Regions from separate parts of the Triticum aestivum genome. Here region 2 is linked to region 1. Evidence: chromatin contacts called from public Hi-C data. All regions are on one chromosome and are shown on one strand. The core of a region is the stretch at or near the end of the contact, and the rest is flanking DNA. Distances in the headings are between cores, read along the strand shown. Region 1 holds the start of LOC123133616 (protein root UVB sensitive 6). Region 2 has its middle 180 kb from the start of LOC123133616.

The links. Hi-C and Micro-C count contacts between places; a contact is called where the count stands out from the background.
Region 2: a Hi-C map of leaf shows a contact between it and region 1, with 7 times the contacts expected there. The contact joins the enhancer-like site here to the promoter of LOC123133616 in region 1. A contact is called at or near these places in 4 of 5 Hi-C or Micro-C datasets (leaf and an unstated tissue).

Annotation. Positions count from the first base shown.
Region 1 is chr1B:484,913,152-484,918,735 of IWGSC CS RefSeq v2.1, forward strand. LOC123133616 (protein root UVB sensitive 6) reads right to left here and starts at 1,861. Exons shown (of 13, transcript XM_044553074.1): 1 at 1,423-1,861; 2 at 606-704; 3 at 410-523; 4 at 245-316; 5 at 45-155. The coding sequence starts at 1,779.
Region 2 is chr1B:485,096,212-485,101,639 of IWGSC CS RefSeq v2.1, forward strand. No RefSeq gene overlaps it. Among protein-coding and RNA genes, the nearest start is that of LOC123133616, 180 kb to the left of the region's middle. Within about 2 kb of position 2,715, at least 1 of the 8 cell types and tissues checked has an H3K27ac peak or open chromatin away from gene starts, as enhancers often do.

The DNA.
Region 1 (5,584 bases), core at 611-3,110:
CATATTGATGCCATAACATGTGACAGTAAGGCATGAGATCAAACCTTGACAACGTTTGCCATGCAAGCCAGCGGTAGGAAAAGTTGAGGGAACGCAGCAGTAGCTAACTCTATCCCAGCTCCTAGTTCCATCATGAGATCCCCAGAAAAGCGGAGCTGTAGTGGATTTTTATTTGAGTGAGTCTACTGAAACCGAAATAAATAAATTCAAGAGCGCTGCAAACCACTGGTTTCAAATATTACACCTGCTTTAGGTCATAATCGAATTTCTTCCCTTGACGCGCAAAAAGCATTTTTCCGACACGCCCAGCACCATCCTGTAGTAACGGAAAACAATATAACTGTTAGACAATAACCAAATAACTAACAGTCAAGGATGAACACACCACTGATTGGAAGAAACACTTTACCTTGAGTATCCAGTTAATAGCCACAGCACCAGACGTAGCCCTGCTTTGTGAGACTCCTACGGAGTTTAACAAGGCTCTTGTTGTAAATACACTCATTGCGCCGCCAAAGAAATGCTGAAAGGTCAAAAGCAGGATTAAACAAGATATATTCAAATCTAGTAAATGATGCAACTGCACATAAATCTGATCAATATACCTTTAGTGCCCTCCATGTCATGTATGGAACATATGAAGGAGTCACGCTGTCTGGAAAACCTTCAGGCACAACATATGACCTTATGAAGGACATAATTTCCTGCAATAGCACAGTTACATAGCATCATTATTGTAGTTCATCAAGCTCCTATGATCAATCAACAAGACATTAAAAAACCATGATGTGCCTAGCAACAGTAACTAAAAAATCTCAAGGAGTTTTCGCACCATTTAGCAAGCACTCTAGTTTCCAAGAGACATCGACATCACTTTGTCTGTATACTGCAACTTTGCTCCTGAGCAAAGGCCCTAGACTAGATAGCCTCAAATCAAATGTACGGTGACACAAAACAACAACACTAGCATTTCCATGGAAGCAGAAGTTAACCAAATGGAGATAGAAGTGATCACTACATGATGAAACTTAAAATTATACATTATAGATCAATTAGGGTGAAACACAAATGAACAATTAGTGAACCAGTCTTAACATTTCTAATTCAACTAATTGAATCAGCAGCCAGCAAGAGACAAAAAACAACCAACGACGAGACTACTACTCTGTTATTCCTCGAGCAAACACATACAGCCTACAATTCTGGATCCGCACCCGCAAAATTGAAAAATATCCCCACAACAACCCACGTACATGTACAATTAACAACGCCTTACCCTAAAAAACAATCACGCCCTAACACATCCTAAACAGAACTCGCATCGCACCAAATCCAGCAATCCCGCTAAATTAGGATCTAGGCATGTGGCGCACGCGTGGGCATAGCAATCGCCAATCAAATAGCACCGGTGGTAGAAATTACCTCGGCGGGCGGCAGCGGAGACTGGAGCGGCACGGCCCTGAAGGTGGCCCCCACCGGCGCGGCGGAGCCGCCCCTGGCCCTGGCGCTGACCCTCCCCGTCTTCCCGGCGGAGGACGCGGCGCCCTCGACGACGTAGCTCCACCGCCTGCCTTCCACCTCCTCGAAGCACAGGACCCCGTCCACGGCGGCCGCGGGCGCGGGCGCCGACATCGCCGGCGCCCTCGGGGGCAGCTCGGCGTCCCTGACGGCGCCGCGCACCGCGTCCCTCACGGCGACCCCCTGCGGGGGCAGCGTGATGGTCTGCGTGGCCGTCGCCGCCGCCGCCGCCGGCCGCTTGAGCCCCATCGCCGGAGCCATCGCGGTGGTGCGGGGTGGGTGGCTAGGGGGTGAGATTTAGATGGGTTTGCGAGTGGTGAGCGATACAGCGAGGCAGTTTCGCCGAGGAGAGAGAGGAACGACTTTATACCCCCGAGGCCGGGGAAAATACAGGGGAGACTCCGCAGCCCGGCACGCCCACGGACGCTACGTCGCAGCGCGGTCTGCCGTGCCGCTGAGATGTGGGGCCGGGCGTGTCCTGCGCCCACACTGTCATTGGGTAGGAGGAAACCGGGTGGCGCGCGGATGGGTGGTCGGCTGCTGGTGCCAGCTTGCGCGGGCTGCTACGCGTACCGCTGTGATGCCCCGTCAAGGCGGCACTGCGGGACCGGATGGTGTGTGGGGCCCTTGTTTCAGTGGCTAACGGATGCTTGTGGGCACGAGGGGTGGGCAGTTGGCTGGTGCACCGTTGGAATAGAGAGAGGGAGGGAGGGAGGAAATGGTGGGGCTTATATTTTTGGCTTGTGATATTTGTGCTTCGTTTCGATTGTTTTTCGTGGCGTAAGGGCGATATGGTTTGTGAGACGCTGCACTCAGCAATGGGACACACCATGTGTGGTTGTTTCGGAGAGACAGAACATGTGCGTCGTTTGGAATTTGTCTTGCTCTTCGGGATTTTTTTCATAAATGGAGTGTTACTAAAGCATCAAGATGACCAATAAAGCATGGGAACTCGGTGTGCGTCGACCGCCTCTTGCGACCGTCCGAACAGCAATACAATATCACTCACGTGCGCTTTTATAACATGGCTTGTGTCGCAAGACTGTCTAGCGCGAGACAGGTTGTGTTACGTATCGGCCAGGTCGAGGGGCGGTCGAGGAGTGTTTGTAACGTGAGCGCAACATTGGTCAACTGCAAACCCCAAGCGTGGCATGGGTCATGTTGCAAACCCCCGAGCGCAACATGCGTCATGTTGCAAATGGTGGGTCACAGCTAAACTGATGCAAGCAACTCTCTCGGGCAGGATCCAATGGCTCTAGAGACGGCTGATCTGATCCTGCTTAATACAACATCTGCTCTCTGTAGCAACGCGGTTTTTGTGGAAACATTGAGGATGAGATGATAGAAACGGACAAGGCATGAAGGTCGATTTGTGAGGTGGCGACATTAGCTATTCGTCATGCACCTCTTTGAAAAAAGAAAGTTTGCATGTTCCACAGTCTTCAACTTCAACATCTTGTTTCCTATACCTCCAAAAAAACATCTTGTTTCCTAAACACCTCCCCGATATAAAGATAGCTCCTCCCAAATAACGCTTCAGCAAGGGTACGACACGCATACCCTTGAAGGATTTGCCTCCCAAGTTGCAAGTTGCCACATCCGACCACTGAAAGGACAAATCAAGGATTTGCTCCGGAAAGGAAATTCAAAGAACTCCAGGCATTGTTTTCAAGGAGATAATGCACATATACCGTCATTACTAGGTCCAATCAATATATGTCAGCCTCGGGTTTTCATCCAAAGCTCGAGAACCAATAATCGAAGAGCACTATCGAACAGAAGCCTCCGAAGTTGATATCGTACCATAGCAAAACAGGGTCATGGTAGGCACCCAACACACTCAACAAAACATAGGCATTATCCCTTGTTGGTCACTTTGCCACCAAATAGGGCCAGCTGACAAGAAAGTCACGCTCGCAAGATCTGTGGGACACGTTTGAAGGTGTCTGATATTAAACTCTTTGTGATACGAATCTCAAAGAATGTCGTGGGGTCTAGATAACAGGAGGATACAACGTCGTCGATGCAAAGTGATTAATACACAACATATCATGAGATTCTACATCGTTGATGCAAACTGGTTAGTACAAACATAACATGACAATCCAAGATTGGAGAGCATCCAGTCGCGTTTGGTGTCAAGCCCTTGGTAGATAATGAGGACACCCTTTTGCTAAGGGTGAGCCGGCCCGCCATCTCCTGCATGTTGGGGAACATTGCATGGGAAACAAAAAAAATTCTATGCACACGCAAAATCTATCCATGCGGATGCATAGCTACGAGAGGAGAGAGTGTGTCTACATACCCTCGTAGACCGTTAAGCAGAAGCATTCATCAACGTGGTCGATGTAGTTGAACACCTTCGCGATCCAACCGATCAAGTACCGAACGTAGGTCACCTCCACGTTCAACACACGTTCAGCTCAATGACGTCCTCGCCTTCTTGATCCAGCAAGATGGGCGAAGTAGTAGATGAGTTCCGATAGCACGACGGCGTGGTGACGGTGGTGGTGAACTTGTTCCCGCAGGGCTTCGCCGTGCACTGCGGAAAAACTGGACGGAGGATGAAACTGCCGCGCACGGCTAAGAGATTGTCGTGGTTGTATGTGTATATATATAGGTGGGGAAGGGGAGGCAGTCAGGGGGGCGCCCCAAGGTGGTTGGCCTGCCCCCTTGGGTTCCTACCCTATGCCCCCCTCTTCCCTTGTTTGTACAAGGGGGAGGAGAGGGAAAGCCGGGGGAGGCCGACTGAGGGAGTCCTGGATTAGGGGGTGTCCGGATGGCCGGACTATAACCTTTGGCCGGACTCCTGGACTATGAAGATACAAGATTGAAGACTTCGTCCCGTGTCCGGATGGGACGTTCCTTGGCGTGGAAGGCAAGCTTGGCAATACGGATATGTAGATCTCCTCCCATTGTAACCGACTCTGTGTAACCCTAGCCCTCTCCAGTGTCTATATAAACCGGAGGGTTTTAGTCCGTAGGACGAACAACAATCATACCATAGGCTAGCTTCTAGGGTTTAGCCTCTCTGATCTCGTGGTAGATCTACTCTTGTACTACCCATATCATCAATATTAATCAAGCAGGAGTAGGGTTTAACCTCCATCGAGAGGGCCCGAACCTAGGTAAAAACATCGTGTCCCTTGTCTCCTGTTACCATCCGCCTAGACGCACAGTTCGGGACCCTCTACCCGAGATCCGCCGGTTTTGACACCGACATTGGTGCTTTCATTGAGAGTTCCTCTGTGTCGTCATCTTTAGGCCCGATGGCTCCTCCGATCATCGACAACGATGCGGTCCAGGGTGAGACTTTCCTCCCCAGACAGATCCTCGTATTCGACGGCTTCGCACTGCGGGCCAATTCGCTTGGCCACCTGGAGCAGATCGAAAGCTACGCCCCTGGCCATCAGGTCAGATTTGGAAGTTTGAACTACATGGCTGACGTCCGCGGAGACTTGATTTTCGATGGGTTCGAGCCACAGCCGAGCGCGCCGCACTGTCACGATGGGCATGATCTAGCTCTACCGCCGAACAGTGCCCAGGAGGCCGCACCAGTGTCCGCTCCGACCCTTAGCTCAGAGCCGACTGTGCCTATCGAGGACGGGTGGTTGGACATCGCCTCGGGGGCTGCAATCTCTATGGAGATCGAGCCGAACACCAGCCTTGTCCTCTGCGAAGCCCGTGACTCCAAGGTGCCGGACTCCGAACCTTCCGCGCCCCTCTCGATCGAATCCGATTGGGCGCCGATCATGGAGTTCGCCGCCGCAGACATCCTTCAACACTCGCCCTTCGGCGATATTCTGAATTCACTAAAGTCCCTCTCTTTATCAGGAGAGCCCTGGCCGGATTATGGTCAGTAAGGATGGGATGCGGATGACGAAGAAACTCAAAGCCCACGCACCACCCACTTTGTAGCCACTATCGATGATTTAACCGACAGGCTTGACTTCGACTCTGAAGACATTGACGGTATGGACGACGATGTCGGAGACGAACAGGAACCAGCGCTTATAGGGCACTGGACAACCACCTCATCTCACGATGTATACATGGTGGACACACC
Region 2 (5,428 bases), core at 1,465-3,964, 180 kb after region 1:
TTTGATTTTCGGTGTAGGGAGCCAACAAAACATCATTCATGTTATTTGTTACTTTCACCGGCACATGACTTAATACATCTTCCATGTCAATAGTCCCCTTCAGAATCATCCAACTTATTGTAGGAGTATCCATTTCGACTAGCTCTTTAGGATTAGTACATTTTGATCCATCCTCTCTTTTCAGCTCAAGAACATTATTTTTCCTATGATGTGCGCTTGCTCTCTGATGGGAAATCAAGTGTTGCTATCTCATCACCTCCTCCCTATAATTCAATTCGACAATTTGATCTTGCACTTTAATCTCCTCATGAGAAGGACCGAACCCGTCTAGGAGCCAATCTCAAAATTTCCAGTTACTTCTTAAGCTCACTTAACTCATTCTAAACATGACCGAACATCCATTCCCCCCAAGCTTGTCCTGATCTGGCCACATTAGCAAGTTTTTCCTTCAAATCAGCTGCATTCAACCATGGTCTCACTTCCATAGATCGGAGATAATGGTTCCAAAATCTTTATGTGTTTGAACATGCTTTCATACCCATGACTCCTTCCATGCATCCTCAATCTTACTATCAATATGGTAGTTTGTACAATTCCTAACCTTCAAATCTAACTCCTGCTTCTGAAACACACCTATACCTCCACTTCGCCCATCACTACCTACTGCAAACCCTCCTTGAAAACCTAAAGTACATGTCGATCCTTCCACTTGTCCCCTTGAAATTTTCAGCTCCACAATACAAAACACCGACGAAGGAAAGCCCCGACCGAGCTTACGAACCGCCGCAGGGTTGCCAATACTGCAACAGTTCCAACATAAAATCGTCATTGATCTTAGTGGCCCTCCACATATGAGGCCACCTTATTTAGCATACCATACTCCTTTACTTCATAAACACTCCCCCTTGGTGATAAGAGAAATGATTTCTCACAATGAGAGAGCAACTCGCCTAACCTTTTGGATGTTTGGGTAGAAACCTCGAGCACTTCAAGGCCTGGTTGGTACGGTGTGACAGAATACTCTAGCTGACATCTAGGATCTTAGTCCCTGCGAAAGCCTTGAGATATCGTGTAAATGCACACACCCGACAACAAATGGGCCCACGCATATTCAGGTTTTTTTGCCGTTCTTTTTCTCACCGATTTTCACACTAGAACCTCCCCTCAACATATTTTTTCCCTTTTCCCGTGTTTCCTTTTATTAATTTTATAATGTTTTTTAGTTTTTTATTTTCCCTACATATCATTTTTAGAATTTTGTGTTTTTTAAAATTTGGCAATAGTTTTTATTTCACACTTTTTGTTTGAAATTCCAGTATATTTTTCAAATTTTAACCATTATTTGATTTCATGTCCATTTCCGATTTCCTAAAAATTTAGTGACATCGCGAGCATTTTTCTTAATTCATGAACAATTTTAAAACTTTGTGAGCAATTTATGACATACACAAACATTTTTAAAATTCAAAAACAATATATGCGCACATTTATGGAATTCTGAACACTTTTACAAAATTGTTAACTCTTTTTGAAATCACGGACGTTTATTGGAATAGGTAAAAAATTGTTCAAACTCGAAACATTTATAAAATTTGAGAAATATTTGTTGGATTTGTGACCATTATTTGATTTGATGAGCATTTTTCAAATCAGTGAAGATTGTTTCAAATTCGCGTACATTTTTGATACACGATCATTTTTTTAAATAGCAATTATTTCCGAATCTGTTAACAATTTTTAAAATATATGTACATTATTTACCTATCACAGATATTTATACAATGTTGCGAATATTTATACAATGTCGCAAACATTTATACAATTTTGCGAACATTTTTTTGTTTGCGAACTATTTGCAAATTCATGAACAATTTTACAAAGTTGTAAATATAGACATCTCTAAAACATCATATATTACACAAGTCTCTAAAACGTCCTATATTAGTTTACAAAGTGTAACATTTACGCAAGTTTGACTACATTTTTTTTTGAATTCTTCCACATATGATTTCACAAACAGTTTTCGGAAATCATGAATATTGTTTGAAACTTGTAAGTATTTTTTAATTCATCAAAAACTTTGGCGATTCACGAACATTTCTTGAATTCATGAGGATTTTTGGAAATACACAAATATTTCTGGAAAGCATTTTTTGAATTCATGAACACCTTTTCCATTTTAGAACATTTTTGTAATTCATGAAAAATTCTAAAACATTATGAACCTTTTTAATTCATGAACAAATATTGAATTTTAAATGGGAACATTTCTCAAAATTACGGAGTTTTCAAAAAATTCGTGAACATTTTTATGAATTCATGAAATTTTTTTATATTGGAAAATATTTGTTTGATTTAATGAACATTTAGATAATACTGACGCATTTCAGTAGAACTTGCCTAATACCTTTTACGAGGTAAATTTTGACCAATGATAAAATTATTAGTATATATCATTAGAAACTCCATTATTATACGAGTTCAATGGCATTCTTTGTGTTGCATGCATGTCATACATTATTATGCTAACCCATGGTCAAAGTAAAACTCAAAAACATATTAGGCCCTATATTATATTTTTGTATTTTTGCCGTTGAAACACCCGCCAAGAAAAACATCTCACCACTTGTGCACTATTTACTGGGCCAACCCACTTGCGCTCGCGCTAGGGTGCACGAACGCGTTTGCATCATAGCGAGGGGCGCCCCTATATCTCGCGTTCAGGGACAGGGAAAGAACCCTCGCTACAGGGGGCCCTAAGATTGGCCGACCCAGGAGCGCAAGAGGTTACATCCTTCTTTTTTATATTTTTATTTTTTTCCTTTAACACTCTACTAATAAGAATATTAATAAGTGTTGAACAAGTATTTAAAAAATGTTGACCAAGTATTTGAAAAATGCTAATCACGCATTCGAAAAAGTGTTGAACATGTATTAAGAAATAATGGGCAATTTTTATAACATATTTTGTGCAATTAAAAAAAACAAGTACATTTAAAAAAATGCTAAAGTCATATTTCAACATGCACGTTTTTATAACTTTTTTTTCAAATATACATGTATAACATATTGATTACATTTTATAAAATTTCGAGTTTAATTTTTTTATCATGTGCGAGAATTTGTTTAATAATTTGTATACATTTTTGAAAAAAATTTAAACTCGTACTTGATATGTATTTAAAATGTTAAACTCATATTTCAAAAATTGTTGATCATGCATTATAAAAATGTTAAACTCAAATTTGAAAAATATTAAACATGTATTTGAAAAATATTCTTGATGTATATGAAAAAATGAATGGAAACTAAAAAATAAAAATAAAACTAAAAATACTAATTGTATATGAAAAATGTTAATTAAATATTTGAAAGATGTTAATCAAGCATTTGAAAAATGTTAAACATGTGCATAGAAAAAATATTGACCATGTATTAATAAAATTAAACTTGTATTTCAAAAATGTTAGACGTGTATTTGAAAAATGTTCTGACATATACAAAAAATGTAGAATGAAAACTAAAGGGAAGAAAAAACAATGAAAACCGAAAAGGAAACCCAAGAAAAAAAGCAAAAAATAAAACCCGAAAAAACGAATGCAAGAAGAATGATAAAAATAAATAAAGAAACAAATAATAACAAAAAACATTGAAAAACAAGAAAAAAAACCAAAGAAAAAGAAGGAAATGAGTAAGAAATGAAAAACCAATAAAACTATGAAAAAACACAAAGAATAACCGAAAGAAGAACACAAAAAAGGACAAGAAATAAAAAACCAAACCAAAAACAAAAGAAAACGAGAAAAAGGAAAAAAAGAAAAAAAAACCAATAAAACTGAGACACGAGGAAAACCGTGGAAATCTGGCTCGTTTTATCTTAGATCGTGCCCTAGTACTATGTCAGAAACACGTGGGATCGAATCTCGTGCTATCCCCCTTTTTATTCACTTAGTACTATTTTAGTGTCCGCGAGCGGGGCCGGCCCAGTTGCCTGCATGAGTCGTTATTTCCTTCGACAAGAGCAGATTCCATCTAGCTTAATCCTTCGATAAGCACGAAGGGAAATTAAACAATGTATGAGTTGAAGAGTTACTCTTATTAGAAGGTGGGCATGGGTAGCTAATCCGCTCTTCCTCCTTTTGTTCTTCGCTCTCCTCATCATCTTTTCATTCAATGAGCTCACCGTTTCATCTATTTCTTCTTCCATAGTTTCCTGCAAAATATTAGTCTCTTCTTGGACAACGGGGACTTTCTCAAGAAATACATTAGTATAGGAATTGTATTTATAATTTTCATAGCAATATTTGCATTAGCATAAGAAGCCAATGTTTCACTATCATTAAATTTGCATGAAAAGGGAAGATGTGGAGCCTTCATCCTAGAGCAACAAGTATAATCATATCCCAAGCATAGATCCCGAGCATACCAATGCACCATATGAATTTGATCCCATAACAATTTCCCATTTTTGAGTCAAGCTATAATCCCTAAAGTATTCACGTTGATCCAACATGTCTCGCATTATCAAGTTGAATTGGGTTTTCTCAGGATTATCAAAGTAGTGTTTAATATTTTTCACATAACGAGCTAATGAACCACAAGTATAGGGGATCAACCTTATTCCTTTCGATAAGTAAGAGTGTCGAACCCAACAAGGAGCAGAAGGAAATGACAAGTGGTTTTCAACAAGGTATTTTTTGCAAGCACTGAAATAGTCGGTAACAAGTAGTTTGATAGCAAGATAGTTTGTAATGAGCAAGTAACGATAACGGTAAATAAAGTGCAGCATGGTAGCCCAATGCTTTTGTGGCAAAGGACAGGCCAAAACGATCTCTTATGATAACCAAAGCATTCTTGAGGGTACACGGGAATTTCACCATGTCACTTTTACTATGCTGGTTTGGTTCGTGTTCCCTACTTCGATAATTTGATATGTGGGTGGACCGGTGCTTTGGTGTTGTTCTTACTTGAACAAACCTCCTACTTACGATTAACCCACTCGCAAGCATCCGTAACCACGAGAAAAGTATTAAGATAAAATCTAATCATAGCATTAAACTTTTGGATCCAAATCGGTCTCTTATGAGTAGCGCACAAACTAGGGTTTAAGCTTCTATCACTCTAGCAACCCATCAGCTAATATCTGTTGGAAATATGCCCTAGAGGCAATAATAAAAGTATTATTATTATATTTCCTTGTTCATGATAATTGTCTTTTATTCATGCTATAACTGTATTATCCGGAAATCGTAATACACGTGTGAATACATAGACCACAATATGTCCCTAGTGAGCCTCTAGTTGACTAGCTCGTTGTGATCAACAGATAGTCATGGTTTCCTGGCTATGGACATTGGATGTCGTTGATAACGGGATCACATCATTAGGAGAATGATGTGATGGACAAGACCCAATCCTAAGACTAGCA